2 separate regions of the Hordeum vulgare genome follow, and region 1 is linked to region 2. The links are chromatin contacts, called in public Hi-C maps. All regions are on one chromosome and are shown on one strand. The core of a region is the stretch at or near the end of the contact, and the rest is flanking DNA. Distances in the headings are between cores, read along the strand shown. Region 1 has its middle 29 kb from the start of LOC123398909. Region 2 has its middle 14 kb from the start of LOC123396185.

Region 1 (3,503 bases), core at 895-3,394, 540 kb before region 2:
TAGTTGAGAAGAACAGAAAAAGATAAAGAATGTCATATATCTCACTCACGTACATCAATAATTATCTTCATTGAACGAACACTTATGTCATCATGTTCCATTCCCTTTGCTTCATGTTACTTTAGAAAACCCGATATGAGACTTTGCGACATTCCAGGGATGAACACTTTGATCATGATACCTAGTTATCCTCATTATGGATTTGTACACTTTACTCCTTCTGGTATTCAGATTTTCCTGTGACTAACACCATAGTAGCCATGTCTGCCCAGACAATGATGAGCATCGTAATACTGAATAGAGCCATAGTGCACATCTTCATTGCCGAATCAGAAAATCTTAATCCTGACTTAAAGGATACCACAACATCTTTTTGGTATACCCCAAACCTACCTTTACTAGCTAATTGCATGTGTATTTCAACGGGGGCATGCATATTCTAATGGTTCAACACCAATCGTGTCTCACATATAACTTGTACCCATAATATTCTAAATTTAATTAGAATCGATTTGACTATGGACAGAGGAAGACAAAGAAAGTTTGATTTACTTGAGGTTTTGATAAGATTTGATCGAGTTACTGCAGAAAATGGTTTTAGTAAGATTTGATTGAGTTAATGAAGAACATGATTTCCACTAGGACAAGGAAATAGAAGTAACTATTCAGTTTAGATCATTCCAAACTATAGGGCATGGAGGAGATAAAACCATAATAGGTGGGATGGGGGAGGAGGTGAGGCAAATATACCAATTCCCATTTATTAGTAGAGATCATCATTTAGTTACAAAGTGACATCAAACACCAAAGTAACCATCAAGTATCTGGATACACAATATTCTCAAGGTCTAACGACTTAAGTAAATGTTAACACCCTATACAAAAATATCAACAACATATTCGTAGTCTTGTAGTATTTTATAAGTTGGGTTTATCCAGAACCATTCTTATTCTAACAATGTTTTCTCATTATTGTCGACATCCTTTTTACAAGAACAATGCTTATGGTTAGTAATGGAACTATCGACAATACATGAGCTAATCTAAAGGCCAAACTAGGGATTTATTCGGTGTTTATGTTTCCACACACACAAAGATTTTACTCTGAATATGACACTAAAAATATTGCAGTTATAGAATGGAAATATAAACTTAATTATGAACATGTCAATAAAATAATAATATATTTATTATTGTCCTTAGAGCATATTTCCAACAGCGTGGTGAGAGAGCCTTACTATCTGGGCCAACTCATTCTCAGTTTTCCTTCACATCGGTTTTGGGAACGTCCTTAGTGGGTTGCTTCTTCGTTTTTATGTACCTTTTCTTTTCTTTTTTCTTTTTTTCTAATTTTTTCCATTTTCTAGTTTTGTTAGCATTTTTTAAGATTTGGAGCTACTCCCTCCGTCTTATAATATAAGAACATTTTTTACACTACATTATTGCTAAAAACGCTCTTATATTATGGGACATAAGGAGTATTATTTAATGTAATAAGATTTCCTAAATTCATGAACATTCTAATAAATATGGAACTATTTTTTTGATTTAAATAATTTTAGAATAATATTTTTTCCGAACTCTAGGACCATTTATTAAATTAGTGAACAATTTTCCAATGCAAGAACATTTTTAAAATTTATTTATCAGTTTTTGAAATATGGGAGCATTGTTGGAATTCGTGGAATATTTGAAAATTTGGAGACTGTTTTAAAATTGTTAATATTTTTTACAATCGGGGAACATTTTTGAAATCCTTTAGCATTGTTGAAATACGAAAATAATCAAAGTCATGATCATTTTTTGAAATCTAGAAACATTTTCAAATATATGAACATTTTTGAAACGTAGAAATTTCATAATTTCATAAATATTTAATGGAATTCAAGAATATTTTTCAAATTCATGTAGAGTGTTTGAAATTCAAGTACATTTTTAAATTCATGAGCATTGTGTGATTTAGTGATTATTTTCCGATTTTATCACCATTTAAAAAATTTCACGAACATTACCATAATTTTAAAATCCAAAAAATGGAAAAAGAGAAATGAAAATAAAAAACGGGTGTCCCGCACCCCATATGGGTTGGCCCAAAGTGCGCCGGGGGATGGGGGTAGGTGCGTTTGTTGTGCCCACTCTGCCTTATGCGTGCGTTAGGAGGTCTCCTGCTCTCCACATGCGATGTGTAGATGCACGTGTGAGTAATATTAGGATATTCCCAATTTGACGGTTATATATTCCCAATTTGACGGTTATATGGCCACTTATGGGCATACATGTAGATGGTGCTTGTGGGGTCTATTTCTCGCATTAAGCGAGTTGAGAGAAAACTTTCTTGCGAGTTAATTTAGTGTTGAACCGACGCATTTTTGCTTGCACAGACTAAAAATGGGAAGAAAAGGAGAGAAATCAAACCCTCGTCTTCAGGGGAACACCAACGCAGCTAACCCTCCGCACGCTTCGAGTTACTACTTAGTACTCCCTGTGTATCTAAATAATTGTTATTGAAGAAAACTAATTTAGTTATACCAATAACAATTATTTAGGTACGGAGGGAGTAGTAGGATCGTGACCTATTAGAGATGATCGGGCCGGTTTTCTCTGTTTTTTCTTTGGTTTATTTTTCTTGTCTTCTTGGGTTTTTCGTTTTATTTTATTTTATTTTATTTGTATTTTATTCACCTTTTTTCATTTTTTTGGTTTTTTCCTTTCGTTTCTTTTTTGCTTTTCATTCTACATTTTTATATACATATTCATTTTTTTTAAACTTCTTCAACATTTTCATACATGATGAAAAATTCTTCAGATAATTGTTCAATAGTTTCCGAATACTTATTCAATATTTTTATGTACATGATCAACATTCCTTAAATACTCATTTAACATTTTTCAAAACGGGACGATTACAAGCTCTCTAATAGTAACATGCGCTCGCCTCCACATCACCCCAACATGGGCCGACCCACTAGCAGACATGTGCGATAGTTTTCTTAGGATTTTTATATTCTTTTAGTATCATTTTTCTATGGGTTTTCATTAAAGCCAGGTTTTATCTATTAGTGATTTTTTTTGTTCTAATTTTAATTCTTTTAAACATTTATTGGTTTACTTATATGTTTCCAATTACATTAATCTTTATAAAAATTCATGAACATTTTTGTTGCAACCATGCAAACCACGTGTGTTAGCTTTATAGAAGGTAGAAGGTCAATAATACAAAAAATATATAGACAAACTCCTACCACGCCCCATGATGGCATGTACAATGGTTCTATCTTTAAAATGCCACGCAGGATAAATGTTGAGATGAAGGAGAGAGAAAGCCTAAGAACATGCTTGTCTTCTCTTATTTAAGAGACAATATCTTAGCACAACATGTCTCATTATGTTTTTTGGAATAGCTAGTTTTTGAAGATACGACCAAGAGATAACCCATTGCAGACATGTCCTTTTGTCATCTCTAACCTACATGCAAGATATAAGATAAGATTGTCTTATCAATC
Region 2 (3,215 bases), core at 546-3,045:
ATGAGGACTCCGTCATCTTGTGATGACTGTTTTTTTTTGGCAAAAAATAATTGTTGGCTTCAGAGTTAAATAAATGACACGTGTTAGGTTGACTTCAGAAATACTCCCTTCGTCCCATAATTCTTGTTATTATTTCCATTCAAATTTAAACTAAAACAACGACAAGAATTATTGGACGTAGGGAGTACCTGATTACCCAAAAAAATAAACTACCCGTGAGTTGTTTCTTGAATTTTCATTCAGTTATTTATTGTCAAATAAAACTGTTTTTTTCTTCCGCCATAGAACGATTGGAAGGCTGTGTTTGGAGAACTAGAGCAAACTACTACCTCCGTTTCAAAATAATTAAAACTTTGAGTTTATTCGAAGTTAAATTCGTTAGTCTGACAAAGTATATAGAACAATATAGTATTCAATTAGTCTCATGATATTATTTACGAAATATATTTTCATGCTAAGTTTATTCTGACCTTAAACGTTTTATAAAGTGTTTACAGTCGAAGCAGATCTTAACACATTTTTCTACAACATTGGTTAAATTTGAGCCAGTTGACTTATTACGAATGTAACACTTCAATGTACCTGGGAAAATTCTATTTGGCGCTAAAGGCGCCTGTTACTTTACTTCTTGCAACATGGCGCACACACCCCAGCGTCATGGGCTCAGCCCGTTTGAACTTCTTTTTCTTCCTAGTACCTGGGCAAACCCTATATGACGCACATTGCGTCAAGTTGTGGAGCAATCGCACAGGGATTGATAAGCGAGCGATAACCAGGGCCAGCCCGTTCAGCACTTCGTTGATCCCGGTTTTCAGCCGGTTTTTTCCGGTTTTGGGAACATTCTAGAAGATTCACTGAACCTTTTTCTTATTTCTTTTTCTTTATTCTTTTTTGTTTCTTTCTTTTATGTTTCTGTTTCAAACATGTTCTGGATTTTTAAAACATATTCCAAAATCTAAAAAAATGTTCCGGAATTTAAAGAAATGTTCCGAAATTTTAAAAATATTCCAGCATTTGAAAAAATATTCCAGAATTTCAAAAAATATTTCTGAATCTAAACAAATGTTCCGGAATTCGAAAAAATGTACCGGAATTTCAAAAATGTTGGGAATTTCAAAAATGTTTGGAATTTGAAAAACATGTTCCGTAATTTAAAAAATGTTCCGAAATTTGAAAAAATGTTCCAGAATTTGAAAAAGTTCCGGAATTTAAAAAATGTTCCGCAATTTGAAAAATGTTACGAAATTTGAAAACATATTCTGGAATTTAAAAAATGTTCCGGAATTAGAAAAAATGTTCCTGAATTTGAAAAATGTTCCTGAATTTTCAAAAATGTTCCGGAATTTAAAAAATGTTCCGGAATTTGAAAAAATATTCTGGAATTTGAAAAATGTTCCAGAATTTATAAAATGTTCCGGAATTTGAAAAAATGTTAAAAGGAAACATAAAATTGTGGGAATATTTTTTCGGAAAAAGGTTGGAAATTTTAATAGTTGCGGCATTACAAAAATGTTCTTAATTTTAAATAAAAAATTGAAATCCAAATCTATACCCCGGCTATATGTTGTTATATTATTCTGCGCCTTCTATTAAAATAAGCTGATATTGGTTTATTGGCTAACAGATTGTTGTTAGTGACGTGCGCTGCGCTAGGTATTACTAGGATCGAATCATGTTTCTCTTGATTTTTTTCTTTTTTGCCGCGTGATAGGGAACAGCAGAAGCACGGTCAGTGGGCCGGCCCAGGCAGAGGACTGCATGTGCGAAAACTGGTCATCCTGCCGCAGAATGCGGCGTATAGGGACTCCCCTATCTGACGCTTAAGGTGCCTGTTAAATTACTTCTTGCAACATGGCGCGCACACCCCCGCCGTCGTGGGCTTGGCACATGTCAAGTTCTTTTTCTTCTTTCTAAGCTTCAAAAAATACGAGTGTGTTGACAGCGACAAAATCCGGCGGCAATAATCACTGAGACAAAACAACTTCTTGTCCCAATTCCTTTGTTCTCTCTTGTTGTAGAGATGCCACCTTAGTTTTTTTGTTATGTTTTGGACATATTTTCTATGATTTTTTTTCAGTTTCGTTCTTTTGTGTGTGTTATTTTCCTATAATTCAAAATATTCCTTAAAATTTGTGAGTTTTAAAAAATTATTATCCTTTTCACAAAAGATGGGATTTTTTAAAATTTGATGAACTCTTTCTCAAAATGGACTATTTTGTTTTAAAATTCAATGATTTTTTTTTAAAATTGATGATTTTTGTAAAAAAAATATATGATCTTTCGTCGAATTCGGTGAACGTTTTTTCAAAACAGATGAACTTCTTTTAAATTCATGATTATTTTTCAAAAATCGTGTACTTTTAAAAAATCTGTGATTTTTCAAATTTTGAAAAGTCAATGGGATCAACTGTGACGGTCAAATATCCAATGGTGAGCTTTTTTAGGGAACGAGTCCAATGGTGAACTGATCTTGCAAGAATCGAACAAGCGATTTTGTTTTTTGTCAAGCGAGTAAGCCAGCAATTGATTTGTGATAATTAGGCTGGCCCAAAATGACTTCAAGTGAGCGCCATTAGGCCGAACTGACTACAGTTCATAGCACTGCTTAGACGGGCCACACCAACAAAGCCAGCCAATTATAGCACACCTTTCCACATGTAAGGACATCTTCAACAGTTTGTTTATTATTCGTTTGTTGGTAAAATTTAACATATGTCATCAACTAACAACTTATCATGTAACCATTCTAACAGGTTGTATATAGTTTGTCCAATAGAATGTGAGATAATAAATAAGATGTTCTCTCATTGTACATTAGAGTTTGTGAAAGGGCCTAGGTTCATGACTCCACACACCCCCCCCCCCCCCCCTCTCTTAATTTATTTTATAACACATCATAAAAAAATATGTCACAAAGTGTACCAAGAACTATCATAAACCATGGGAGATGCCCTATGGCGCCGCAACTAGGCCATCCCCGGCAACACTAGAATGAGAAGATTATGTCCAATAAGAAGTGGATGTGGGTCTGTAACGACCAAGATGCGGTTCTTTCCGATCTGGGGGTCGAGGCCCCCGAATAGGAAAGAAGCGCATCTAAGCGTTTCGCAAGCAAGTAACATAGCACAAAAAATAATAAAAGTAGACAATTCGGGATTCAACTGTCTTCTTATTAAACTCAGAGTACAACACAGATACAATCAAGGTAGTTCCGC

The links. Hi-C and Micro-C count contacts between places; a contact is called where the count stands out from the background.
Region 1: a contact with region 2 is called in a Hi-C map of leaf, with 4 times the contacts expected there. The contact joins two enhancer-like sites. A contact is called at or near these places in 2 of 6 Hi-C or Micro-C datasets (leaf and seedling).

The regions. Positions count from the first base shown.
Region 1 is chr5H:12,239,787-12,243,289 of MorexV3_pseudomolecules_assembly, reverse strand. No RefSeq gene overlaps it. Among protein-coding and RNA genes, the nearest start is that of LOC123398909, 29 kb to the left of the region's middle. Within about 2 kb of position 2,144, at least 2 of the 3 cell types and tissues checked have open chromatin away from gene starts, as enhancers often do. A contact at or near this core is called in leaf, where this site is marked.
Region 2 is chr5H:11,703,426-11,706,640 of MorexV3_pseudomolecules_assembly, reverse strand. No RefSeq gene overlaps it. Among protein-coding and RNA genes, the nearest start is that of LOC123396185, 14 kb to the right of the region's middle. Within about 2 kb of position 1,795, at least 3 of the 3 cell types and tissues checked have open chromatin away from gene starts, as enhancers often do. A contact at or near this core is called in leaf, where this site is marked.